Linked DNA regions of Mus musculus: region 1 is linked to region 2. The links are chromatin contacts, called in public Hi-C maps. All regions are on one chromosome and are shown on one strand. Each heading gives the region's core, a stretch centred on a gene start, on an enhancer-like site or on the middle of the called end of the contact. The rest is flanking DNA. Distances are from core to core; before and after follow the strand shown.

Region 1 (5,742 bases), core at 83-2,582, 1.1 Mb after region 2:
ATTCCGACCTCCAATATTCTGTTAAGTAGAAGCAGCTGACACCCTTTTGTGTCTGCTCTTTCTGTCCTTATCTGTCATTAGTCTGTTCCAAGTTCTTTTTATGTGAAAGAAACTGATTGTTTTGCATCACTTCATGGTCCAAACACAAAGGTGTTTATTGGTATTCCAAGACAGGTCTAGGAGGAATTTGGGTTAAAGAAAGTAAAGGGGTATTCTAATCTTCTTTTCCATGGTGACCTGGAGAATCACAGTTCTCAGTATAAAAAAGGAAAAATGAGAGGTTAGATGATGGTGCTAACTTCCTGAACATGAGCGAAGACTATACGTGGTTTACAATGTCTTTAAAGGGTGAGGGAATAATGAAAATTACCACAAAATACAATTAATGTAAACACATCAAATATGTTTGAAATCTGTGCTCTTAATTATTGACAGAATGTCATCAGTCCAGAATTCTGGGGAAACAATTGGTTTTCCTGAAGTTTTCTGGTTAATACCTTATACTCTAAGTTGTTGCTCAAAAGAATGAAGATGAACTGTATGTATGGACCTTGAAAAATCCTCACTATATTCTGATAGAAAGTATAGTTCCCAAGGTATATACTAAAAAGAACAAAAACCAAAAACCAACCAACCAACCAAACAAACAAACCAAACACCCCAAACTTACAGTATTTTATCTTTATTTTATTGTTGTATATATGGTATTATAAATCTTCTTGCTTTGAAATATGGAAAATCTTATATATTCTATTTGTAAATTATTTTATTGTGTAAATTTCATATATTCTTTTAATTTTGATATGAAATGCTTTTCTCTGTATTCATTGCTTAGTGGAATTTTCAATTTTCTTCACAGAAAAACAAAATTGAAAAAAAAAAGAGAAAGATTATCTTTTGCTATTTTTCATTTGTTTTTGTAAATTCATTTTGAGTCCTCAGAGGGTAAGATTTATAAACATTTAATGCCCTAGTTGGCATCTTCTACTGGATTTATGATAATACATGTACAAATATTTCTGATGGATACCTTGGCAAAATTAGAGATACATGTCCTGGTAACAATCTTTTGTTTATTAAGGCAATTATTAAGAACATTTGATGTGTGTGAATCTTTTGTCACTTTTACCTAAGAAGCATGTTTCTTTTATCATCAAGATCCAAATAAACAAGAAATAGAAATGTAAAAACACAAGGGAAAACTTAAAAATATGCTGAGCATGTATCGCCATCTGGATCTAAAATCTCTCCAGCATGCCCATGCTCACTGAACCAGTGATTCTCTCTTGACCAAAATGTACGCAAAATGTGTGCCTTCCAATGAAGTTACTTGTGGCTCCCTGGCAGGAACAGCCTATTGCACAATGGAGTGCCGGCTCACTTCTCTCCCTAGTATTATTTACAGAAGGAGTACAAAGTATTTTGTTGTTGATTAGATAGGAAAAGGAAATTCCAGCCAACGGTTTCTCAGCATGACTTTTATTTTGATGGATATTTTTTAATGAACCTAATTTATGTGAAGGTTGTTCCGTTAAAAGAATAGTTCACAAAAATATCATGCATGGTTGATCTCAAGACTGTGTTGTGATCCAAAAACAACACACAACAGCAGTCAAATATACGTTTTATGGGCACTTGTCTGTTTTGCTATAACACCGGAAAACGTTCTTTAATTAAAGTTTAAAACCGTAACTGATTAATTTTCTAAACAAACAATCCCTGTAAACATGGGATGTCAGCATCTTAGGGCTGTGTGGGTAGAAATTTTCCTCTCCTTGCAAAGGCAACCAAGGAGGACTCTGGGTGAAGCAGCAAGTGACATTGTGCCCTGGAGGTGAAGCGTCAGGATTTCTAGCATATTCTATAATCTACCTCTCAACAGATCAGAAATTGGAAAGATGTTCCATGCTTGTGACAGTGCTGGCCTGGACCTGCTTGCTACCCTTGACACGTGTAGCTTTTTGACAACAACTCAGTGTGAAAAGGTTCAAAGGACCCTGTTTACTGGGTTACCCTGGTGCTGACGTGGCACAGCGTGGGAGATATTCTTGGGCTTTTGGCTACTGACAGGGATGCCCATCATTTAGAATGAACACCCTCATTTGTTTCCTACTATGAAACCTCAGCTCTGATTTTCACAGTAGTCAGTAAGCAGTCTTGATTCTCCTCAGCCACTCCGTGACCTTTATGTGTTCTTTCTCTTTAAAATTAGAGGGGAGAATTTCAAATGTTACTTAAAAACTCCAAATGGGTTTTCAAAAAAAAAAAAAAAAAAAAACCCAAACAAACATGAAGGTATAATGGCAGGAAAATGGACGAGTATGTCAAACTAAAACTAAAAATCTAACTCTTGAAGTAAGAATGCCCGCAATTGAGATATTTTTATTAGACATCCACAGTATTTCCAATAATAAGTTACAGTCTACATTGTTCCTCCAAAGTCTGGGAAAAGAAGTAAATTAAGGTTGTTTGGGTTTGTCTAGGTGACATTGGTACACTGAGTTTGTGTTTCCGACACATCTCACTCATTAGACTTACCTCAAAGTCCTGATTTACTCACTCAGAGCAATCTGGCATAACAGATCTCCACCTTGTCATATGGAATGGTGATATACATCGCCTCAAAATGCATGTTTCCACACACATAGATACTTCTAAATTCTCAGTGCCATTATCTCACTTGCCCATTATGCAGCAAAATCTTTTAAAGTAAATGTTTCCTTAAAATTGAATGGGTGGGTAGGGAAGTGGGGGGGGAGGGTATGGGGGACTTTTGGGATAGCATTGGAAATGTAATTGAGGAAAATATGTAATAAAAAATATTTAAAAAATTGATCATATCCTTATTTTATTTTATCTTAAGATAATATGTGTACATGTGTGACAGACAGTGTAAATATGAATGCACGTGTGTGTACATGTGCCTGCTGAAGCTAAAAGAGATCGTTGAGTCCTCTAGAGTTGGCGTTACAGGCAGTCATATGGTCCTCAATGTGGGCTAGAAAGCAAACTGGGGTCCTCTGGAAGAGCAGCAACTGCTCTTCACTATTGGGCCATCTCTCTAATTCCTAATCATATATTTTATTACTGTAGGAAGAAAAAGAACTGTGAATTAACACTTCCATACAGTAAGAGAGCAACTGATCTTTTATTTTTATCTCCCAGTGAAGTGGTAGATTAATTAGTACACCATTTAAACGCAAGCCTAAGGAAGCAAGATAATAAAATGAGTGTTGGGTTTGGAAATGAACACTGGGCTGAGATGGGACTTAGAAGAATCTTGTTCATTAGCTGTGTGCATGTTAAGTGCTTGATTTCTGGTGTAAGAAAATAAATATTTTGGATCTTCTTTGTGGCAGAAATGTAGAACATGATAGACAAGAAAAAGTAATCCTTCAGTATTGGCCCACAAAGGGTAAGGGCAGTGCCTTTAAATTGTACCTACTGCAAGCAAGATTATTCACATCATCTGGTAAGATAGCTGTAAGTTCAATGTCTCCATGCCCTGTGAGAAATGAGAGCATTGGGATTTATGAATGTAGAAATCCTGGCAAAGGACAAAAGGACAAACACCAATGCAAGGTCCTGTAGAGGCAGAACTGAAGTCGGCTTGGCTTTCAAGCAAGACACTTCCCTTTCCAGCTCATGTCTTCACAGCTGATGGAATTAGTCAGACAAGGTCTTGGAGGGGAGGGGGAGGGGGTGGGGGGGGTAGAGGAGAGTCAGACCTGAACTATCAGATAATAGAGTTAAAAAAAAAAAGGTTATCCCCATAAGGCTGGGCTGGGGTCACAGGAAGGCTCAGTATTCCCACTGGGTGCAGAGATCCCTGGCTATCCTGGAACATGTTTCCTTTCCTAAAGAGTCCTTAGGGTAGAGGTTTCTGTGCCTTTGTGGACAGCAGCTTAACTGAAGCATCTTTGCTGCTTTTAATCAGGCAGCACACACGCATCCGCAGCCTGTAACAGTGGGCCGACCTTGATGGTCTACCTTGACCCTTAGGAGAGGAGCCAGGAACATGAGATTAAATTCTCTGAAATCTCAGGCCTTCCCTTGATATAAAATAAAGCAAAGATACAAAAGCTTAAAAATACTCGCTAGGTCTTGATGATTAAACCAGCAATCAGGTTCCTGACACTGAAGTGTGCCCTACCCCACAAACCAGCATTTCTTGTTCATAGTAAACACCACAAAAACAATCATAAGCTCTGCCATTGCCTTGCTCCAGTCTGGAACTCTACCAGGAACTGCCTTGTTTTAAAACTCAATTTGTCCCCCTGGTTATACTGGAAATTCTCCCTTGACAAGGTGCCTAGAATTTAGCAGGAGGCATGATGAACACCTGTCTTCACAAAACATCTAAATCCAGGGAGACAGCTCAGCAGGAGAAAGTGATTGCTGAACAAGCACGGTCCCTGGAGGCCACGTAGAAAGCTGGAAGTGATGGTTTACATCTGTAATCCCAGCCCTGCTGCAGGGAGATGGGAGGATGGGAATGGGGAATAGACAGGAGCTACCCTGGGCTATGCACTGCAGCAGAAAGACCCTGCTTCAAAGTGATGGAAAACTAGAACCAAGTTGAAAAGCTGTTCTCTGACCTCTATGGGCATGCTGTTACATGCACATGCATTTAACACAGAGAAATGAACAAATAATTACATAGATAAATAGATAAAAACCATTACTTCCTGAATCTTGCTTTTTTTCTGATCATGTAAAAGCTACCACAAGAGAAAGATATTGGTTAACATTACTGCCATTTTCTCCCTTCAGAAGAGGACCTAGACTTCTTGGATACAATAAATAATCACAAATTCAGGCAGACCCGTTGTCTCCACAGTCATAAACAGAAAGTCAGGCTACGTGTGTGTGTGTGTGTGTGGGGGGGGGGGGGGTATTGAACAGGAGGCATGAGCATCATGTATTGGATTTACTCACTAAGAGCTTTCTCCAGGGATGTGCCACAATTTAAACAGATTGGGATTTTTATTCTGACATCACTATTTTCCAAAACCTTAGATAATTTACATAGCTTCTTTAAACCTCAGCTTCCTCATAGACAACATTAGGAAAAATTAGCAAGCTCTTCATGAACTTGTAAGGGGTAAATGAAATGATGCACAAAAACTAGACACTGTGATGAATATATCTGTGGCTTATTAAGTATTAACTGTTGGCTAGAATTTGTGTAAGGTGGAAATATTTCCCCCCCCAAATCCTGAAACCATTTAAAATTTTAAAGCGTCTTGGCCCCAGTGGTATATGCATATTGCCCTACAATAGCCAGTACCTGGGAAACAAACACTATTGAAATCAGTGTGTTCTCTATTAGAGTCCCACCCCAGTGGACCGGTGGAGAAATAACAGCTGGCATTTAGCTCTGTTGGGCCTGGTTTCAACAAATCTTCCCTTAGCCCCTGTCACCCCGAAGTCACAGGCAAACACACAGGGCATCATATTTCTTTATGTTGTGCTGGAAGGGGTGTTCATGTCGATAAGGAACCTTCCTCCCACCCCACTTTGTCTGCCCTGCACTTAGGAACCAAGGTTGAGTTCAAACAGAGGTCAGGGAGATAAAAGCCCGAGGCTTCGCCACCAATTCACTAGTGCGGTGCCTAAAACTTCCGTCATTTATTTATTGCCATTAAAAGGGAGAAGCTGGGGCCTGTGTCCTGACAGCTACAGACAGAAGCCCCGCTGTTTATTACATTTTCTTCAGCTGGGCAGCAGAACCGGCCAGGC
Region 2 (5,965 bases), core at 2,674-5,173:
GTGGATAGACATACTCGCCTCTCCGGAGGCCTGAAGACCAGAGGCATCTGTCCTAGAGCTGTGCCCTAACTCAGTCAGACAGCATCCCAGGCCTTGAGAATCTAGTCAAAGCCAGAACATTTAAGCTACACAATTGCAGACTCAGGAGCAATCGCTATCTCTGCCAAACCAAGAAGGATGCTGGAGCACTCAGTGATGTCACACTTCATTCTGCCCTTAGAACCTTTGCTCCCCACCTGTAAATCTGTAGGCCAGGTACCTACACACTCTCCAAGAGAGGAAGATCCAAGGCCTTTGACAGAGGAGGAGGGATTTAGACACCAGGAGATGGATGAGACCTCCCCTCTGGTCCTCCTGGGTCTGAGTTGGCCCCGACGACCCTGACCTGCCTGCCTAGCTTTGGGAAGGGACACAGCGGCTAACGCCCGCAGGGGGTCAAATGATTGTATTTGGGTGGGTGCTCGCCGACGTATTTGCTGAGTAAACCTCCCTCGCTGTGCTGAAGGCGAATCCCCGTTGATAAATCCATCATTACCGTTTGGATTCAGGGAGGCAGCCGCGCCACTAAATTCATCTTACATTTGTAGCGCTTTAATAGACATTTATTAAATGCTTTTAGAGAGAGGCATGGGGCGCGTGATTACATCCTAGTTATAGACAGAACATAAAGACCCACGTTAACACCCATTTGCAGGAAGGAAGGAAGAGGTGGGGAGGGGGGTGGTAAGGCAGAGGGATGAAGCGTGGAGAGATGGGGAGGGCGGGGGCCATCGAGCCTGGGCGTTATTAACAAGGCTTGCCTGACGAAGCTAGGCGCAAGGCGAGAGCCACGGGAAGTCTCAGGCTGTAGAGGGAAGCATCCGCCCCACTAGCAGGTCGGGGTTTCCCTTTCCTTGTCCCCATCAATTCCCGCATGGGGGTCTCCTATTCTCTCTGCCAGAGCACAAGGGATGCCCACGCTGCCTCCGACCCTCTCTTCACTTTCTATCAGATCTCTCCAGCTAAACTAGGAAGAAATAGGAGGGACTTACCGAACTTCAGAGGCCTAAGACCCTGTTTAGGACACCCTTTGCCTCACATCTCCCAATAAAATAAGTACAGAGCTAGGCCAGGCCTTTTGCAGTATAAGCAGATGTTTCTACCATCCAGCAGGGTATCCCCGCAGGCTTAGAGGGCTCTTAGACCTGGCAAGTTGGAAGGCAGGATTCCTTCTCTGTCCATCACCAAAACGAACTCTGGATACCCTCTATAAGCCTCGGACTCTCTTAACTGAGAGTTCTCTTAACTGAGAACTTGTCCTGGGCTAGCCCCCCCCCCCACACACACACTTCCACTCAGAATGCTGAGCCTGAAGGGGTGCCCAAGACATTATAGGGCCTAACGCTTTCTAGAGAGCCCTGTCCCTAACAGCTCAGTGCCTCTACTCCGACAGCCTTGTGATGGCTCTCAGCTTGTTCTCACTCCCTGGGGACACGCTGCCGACCCCATCCCCATCGTAGTGGACCGAACTCTCGGCCCTTCCTGGCTCCTGGTAAGGAGCACTTCCGCTATCTCAAAGTTGCCATAAGAAAATAAATACAAGTGACATTGTACTGGGCCAAAGCTCATTAGTTCGTTGTCCAGGCCTAATAAAGGAACAGAAGCGCAAATTATAGAGTTCAGCTTCAACACACGCTCTGTCACCCGAGATCAACGTACCGCGAGCCTGATTCCAATTGCTCCGAACTTGCTGTGCAGTTCGCCCCCAACCCCCTCCTCACGAGCAGGAGGTTGGGTGGAAAAATATAGTTCCAAAGGGAGTAATGATCAAGCTTTTCCTCTCGGAAGCCTGCGCCACCTCATTTCCCATCAGTAATCCCAATAAAATTAACGTCGTGGCTGCAATTGAAAAGAGGAGAGCCCGCGACACTCCTGAAATAACACACTCTTCCCAGCAAAAGGTAAAAAAGCAAAACGGCCCTTTGTTCAGCTAATTAACGAAGGACCAACTCCGAAAGCACATGTGTTTGCTTAGCTAATCACAAGCATGTTTCTTTCAAGGAATGTCATTTTCAGGGGCCAATGGGGTGGGGGGCTTGGAGAGATGGACACCACCCCCATAGGCCCTTTTTGCCTTTGGGCATCTCTCACCAGACCTAAAATCCCAAGGTGGGATCCAGCAACCTATCTCTGACACCTTTTCTCTCCTCTGCCCAACCCCAGAAGCCCAGTAGTAAGGGACCTCCCCGTTAACGCCAAAGCCAGACCTGCAGACCTGCAAGTCACTAGGCGGGGCGGGGGGGGGGGAGTTTTAATGACACAGATGCCATATTAAGTGAGGCAGTTTTACAATTCACATTGAATGGGACGCTAACTTATTACAAGTACGTTATCAGAAGGACGATAAGATTTATAACTCTAAGAGTCAGCTTTGCGCCTTAATGACAATGGATGCTGGGGAGGAAATCTGTTCTGGATTAGAGGAGTTGGGAGTCCCTTCCCAGTTTTCAAGTTTGCACGGATGCATCTAAGAGGGCCCATACCAGTCTGGCCCTTTGTGTCTCCAAAGGATAGATTCTCCCTTTCCTGTTTCATCAGGAAACTGGGGCTGCTTGAAGCGTTAGCACCTCACTCAGCTTTTTAGCCCGAGCATGAAAGAGAAAACAAGAGAAGAGAGAAAGGAGACTGAATAGGACTTAGGGATGAGGGTGGGATGGCTAACAGTCCTGAGCCCTCCCCTTCGGAGCAGGAAAACCCTTCCCCATCTTTCTTTACCATACAAAAGATAGCTTTCCCCTAAACCAATACAGTCAACAAACTTTTAAAAACCGGGGTCCTATTACAAACCAACGCCCAGCACTAACTGCTTTAAAATTACTGCATAATTAGATTTAGTTGAATTTCACCATTAATTAGGCAGCCGCACTGCGGGGAGCCTTTGAAATCCGAGAAAATGGGAAAAATCATCTGAAGCACGTTTTTTAAAACCCAACTTCAATAAATCTTGACGGGGCCTGGAATTCAGAGTACCTCACTCCCCACCCAGGTGGTTGATAGGGTTTCCCAGGCTCGGGCTAGGTTTGGAACTGGACAGGGACGATGATCTCCCCCATCTAACTAGAGATGATGGGTCCCCATCTCTGAAGAGGCCTGGGAAGACTTTCTGGGAGGCCAATCTGTGCTCCTGCCAGTCTCGACTGCTCTCAAACCTACTAGAGAAAGAGGTTATCTTTCTGAAGATGCTCTCCACCCAGGGGCTCGGCCTAGGAGAGCTCTCACAGAACTGGGCCCTGCGACCACCCTCATGGAAGCGGGCCTAGGCCTCTTTTAGGTTCTACCCACCAGTCACATCTCTATCAAATCTCTATCCAAACCACCTTTCGCACAACTTTGACGAGTAAAGCAGCAAGTTGTAGGAACGTCAAGCGAGATTCTCAGCTCTTCTCCCCCTTCCCCTCCAAGCGGGTCCCGGCCCGCTGGAAGCCCAGTGCAGCGTCTGCTTTAATGAGCGCGGGGAACTGACCCAGGTCTGTAAATACTGGCTTCTCCCCCTCCCCCTATACCATTCAAACACTTAAGATCGTTTGTGGATACCGATTTTTATTCTTCGCATTTGATTCTTGAAGGAGAGGGTGCATGAAATCAACTCTCCAGAATATATGGAGGGGGGGTGAGGGCGTCAAAAAAGAGGGGTTAGGGTCTTGGGTCACCAACATTTTCTCTGCAAACGCTATTGCTTTAATTACACAATAATCGAGGGCTGCTCTCACTTGCCAGCCAGAGTTTAAAAGAGGGATTTCTTCCTCCAGACCGAATGGCCCTTAGTCCTCCCCCTACCCCCCCCCCCTTTTTTTTCTTCCTTTTTGGTAACCAATGTGTTTTCTATTACTCGGCCGTGCGGTGCCTGGCAGCCGGCGCTCGCGGTGCAATGGGAGACGCCATGTTGGCTCAGCTCATAGGACCAAGTCAAAAGCGAGCTTACAGGCAGAGTTTTCACACGCTCAGGCTCCCCCTGACCGCCCCCTGCCCCCACCCCCCGCCCGCCGCCGCTCGGTGCACATCCCGGGAGAGCAGCTGGGCGCTCTCCGCACCCAGGACTTTCCCGGGCTAGGGCGGAACGCTGCGGCGCAGGCGTTGGGGGCGGGGGCGGGGGGCCAGGCACTTTCCCGCAGCCGCTGCCAACTCCGGACCCTGTCCCCGCCGCCGGCCCCGATGCTACACCAGGCCGTCGCCACGGACCCAGCCCTGGACATCGCCAGCTAACTTTGAGCCCCAGCCCCTCGCCCCTCGCCCCCCGCCCGCCTCCCCCTCCCCCGGCCGGGCCAAGCACTACGTGAAAGGCCGAGGTAGGGCAACCGAGAGCCAAGCGAGCTGGCTAGAACCCCCCTCCTTCTCCCCCAAGCTCAATCTTCTCCCAGGTTTGTTTGAAAGTGGCAAGAAGGAGCGATCGCCCCTCTCTCTCTCCTCGGACCATTGTTGCATTTCGCGTCTAACTGGGTTCTCTCACACCACCGAGAGCCAGGAGGAGGGGGAGTGGGGTTGGGAAAAGAAATAAAGCGAGCTCAGATCAGATGGAGGAGGGAGAAAAAAAAAAAAACCAGCAAGGAAAAAGAGACACTTAAAGGGAAAGAGTCGCCATGTTTAGCAGCTTTTTAAAAAGATCTCGTCAATTTCACACAGAACGCACTCGCTGGGTCCCAGCCCTCGTCTTTTGTCTAATTCAGTCGCAGCAAAGATCTTTTGTTCTAACTCAGCGTGAAAAGAAAAACTTTCTTTAAATGCAATAAACTTAAACCGAACTCAAGACTCTAAACAGATCCTCCTCCGGCCACTCTAAACGTATACAAGGGGTTTTATTTTAACCCGTTGAAAAATTTTGAGTCCTGTTTTTTCTGCCTCGAAGACCCCCAAGCTCATCGCTGAAACTTAGAGTCAGAGATTTTTTTTCAACGCCTAGAACACATACTTAAATGCATAATAAAACAGGGACTGTCTTTTGCTTTGAAAATCATAAATTATAATTTAATGCCAATAATAATTTACAACAAATGGCTGTTTACAATAAGCTAACACAAAGCAAACAAGGAAAAGGGCCTGTGTTTTACTTAGTAGAGAAACTTCACACACTCACATGGGTAGCACTTGCAAGAGGGGAAAATAAACAACCAACAAAACCTCCATCTACAGGTCAGATGCTGTGCTGTAAAACATACTTATATTCATATTTATATTTATATATCTATATATCTACAGAGGGAAGCTGAGGGTCAGATAAAGATCTCTGCCTAAATCAGGCAGAGTTTTCAGGTCTGCATGTATGAACCAGAACTGAGCATCAAAGTTGAATGCACTTGGCAAACTGATCTCCTTTCTTTCACCTCTGTCACCAGCCCCCTCCCCCGTTTTAAGATTAAACCACAACATGGTAAAAGTATTGTCAGGGAGGGCAGCTTGGAAAGTCTAAATAAGAACAAATTGCAAGTTCCCAGCAGTGAGCTCTTCCCAAACCAGGAAAAGAGAATAAGGGACAGAACCAAATAGTTGACTTCCCAAATCAGCACACCCTGTAAAGTTTTCTTTATTCTCTCTCTCTCTCTCTCTCTCTCTCTCTCTCTCTCTCTCTCTCTCTCTCTCTCTCTCTCTCCTCTCCCTCTCTCTCTCTCCACCCCCCCAAAAATGGTTTCTAAGACCAAAGGATCCCAGAGCAGTACAGATTGTTTCTATATAATCTGAAATGTCCAAATGTTCATGGTTTTTTTTTTTTATGTACATAACTCCAATGGTAAAGATTCCCTTGACCTGTGGCCATGCTCTCAACAGACTGAAGAGGGAGGGGGAGGGGAAAGGCAGGGCAACTGCAAGTTATCATGTATATACAAGAAAAACAGACCCTTCGTCGCTAGCAGCTACATCACTGTATTCAAAATCCTCTCAACAGCCACGCTAAATGAGAACCTCAGGATATTTTTAAAAAAAAAAGAAAAAA

What was found. A called contact is a pair of places that touch in the nucleus more often than the background predicts.
Region 1: a contact with region 2 is called in a Hi-C map of nephron progenitors, with 6 times the contacts expected there. The contact joins two enhancer-like sites. A contact is called at or near these places in 3 of 484 Hi-C or Micro-C datasets (nephron progenitors and uterus) and 8 of 115 datasets of contacts at active chromatin or transcription factors (astrocytes, cardiomyocytes, embryonic forebrain and 5 more).

What each region holds. Positions count from the first base shown.
Region 1 is chr7:71,466,184-71,471,925 of GRCm38.p6, forward strand. No RefSeq gene overlaps it. Among named protein-coding and RNA genes, the nearest start is that of Gm36260, 89 kb to the left of the region's middle. Within about 2 kb of position 1,333, at least 6 of the 459 cell types and tissues checked have an H3K27ac peak or open chromatin away from gene starts, as enhancers often do. A contact at or near this core is called in nephron progenitors, where this site is marked.
Region 2 is chr7:70,346,973-70,352,937 of GRCm38.p6, forward strand. It overlaps Nr2f2 (nuclear receptor subfamily 2, group F, member 2), which reads right to left. Exons shown (of 3, transcript NM_009697.3): 3 at 4,978-5,965. Among named protein-coding and RNA genes, the nearest start is that of Nr2f2, 11 kb to the right of the region's middle. Within about 2 kb of position 3,924, at least 158 of the 459 cell types and tissues checked have an H3K27ac peak or open chromatin away from gene starts, as enhancers often do. A contact at or near this core is called in nephron progenitors, where this site is marked.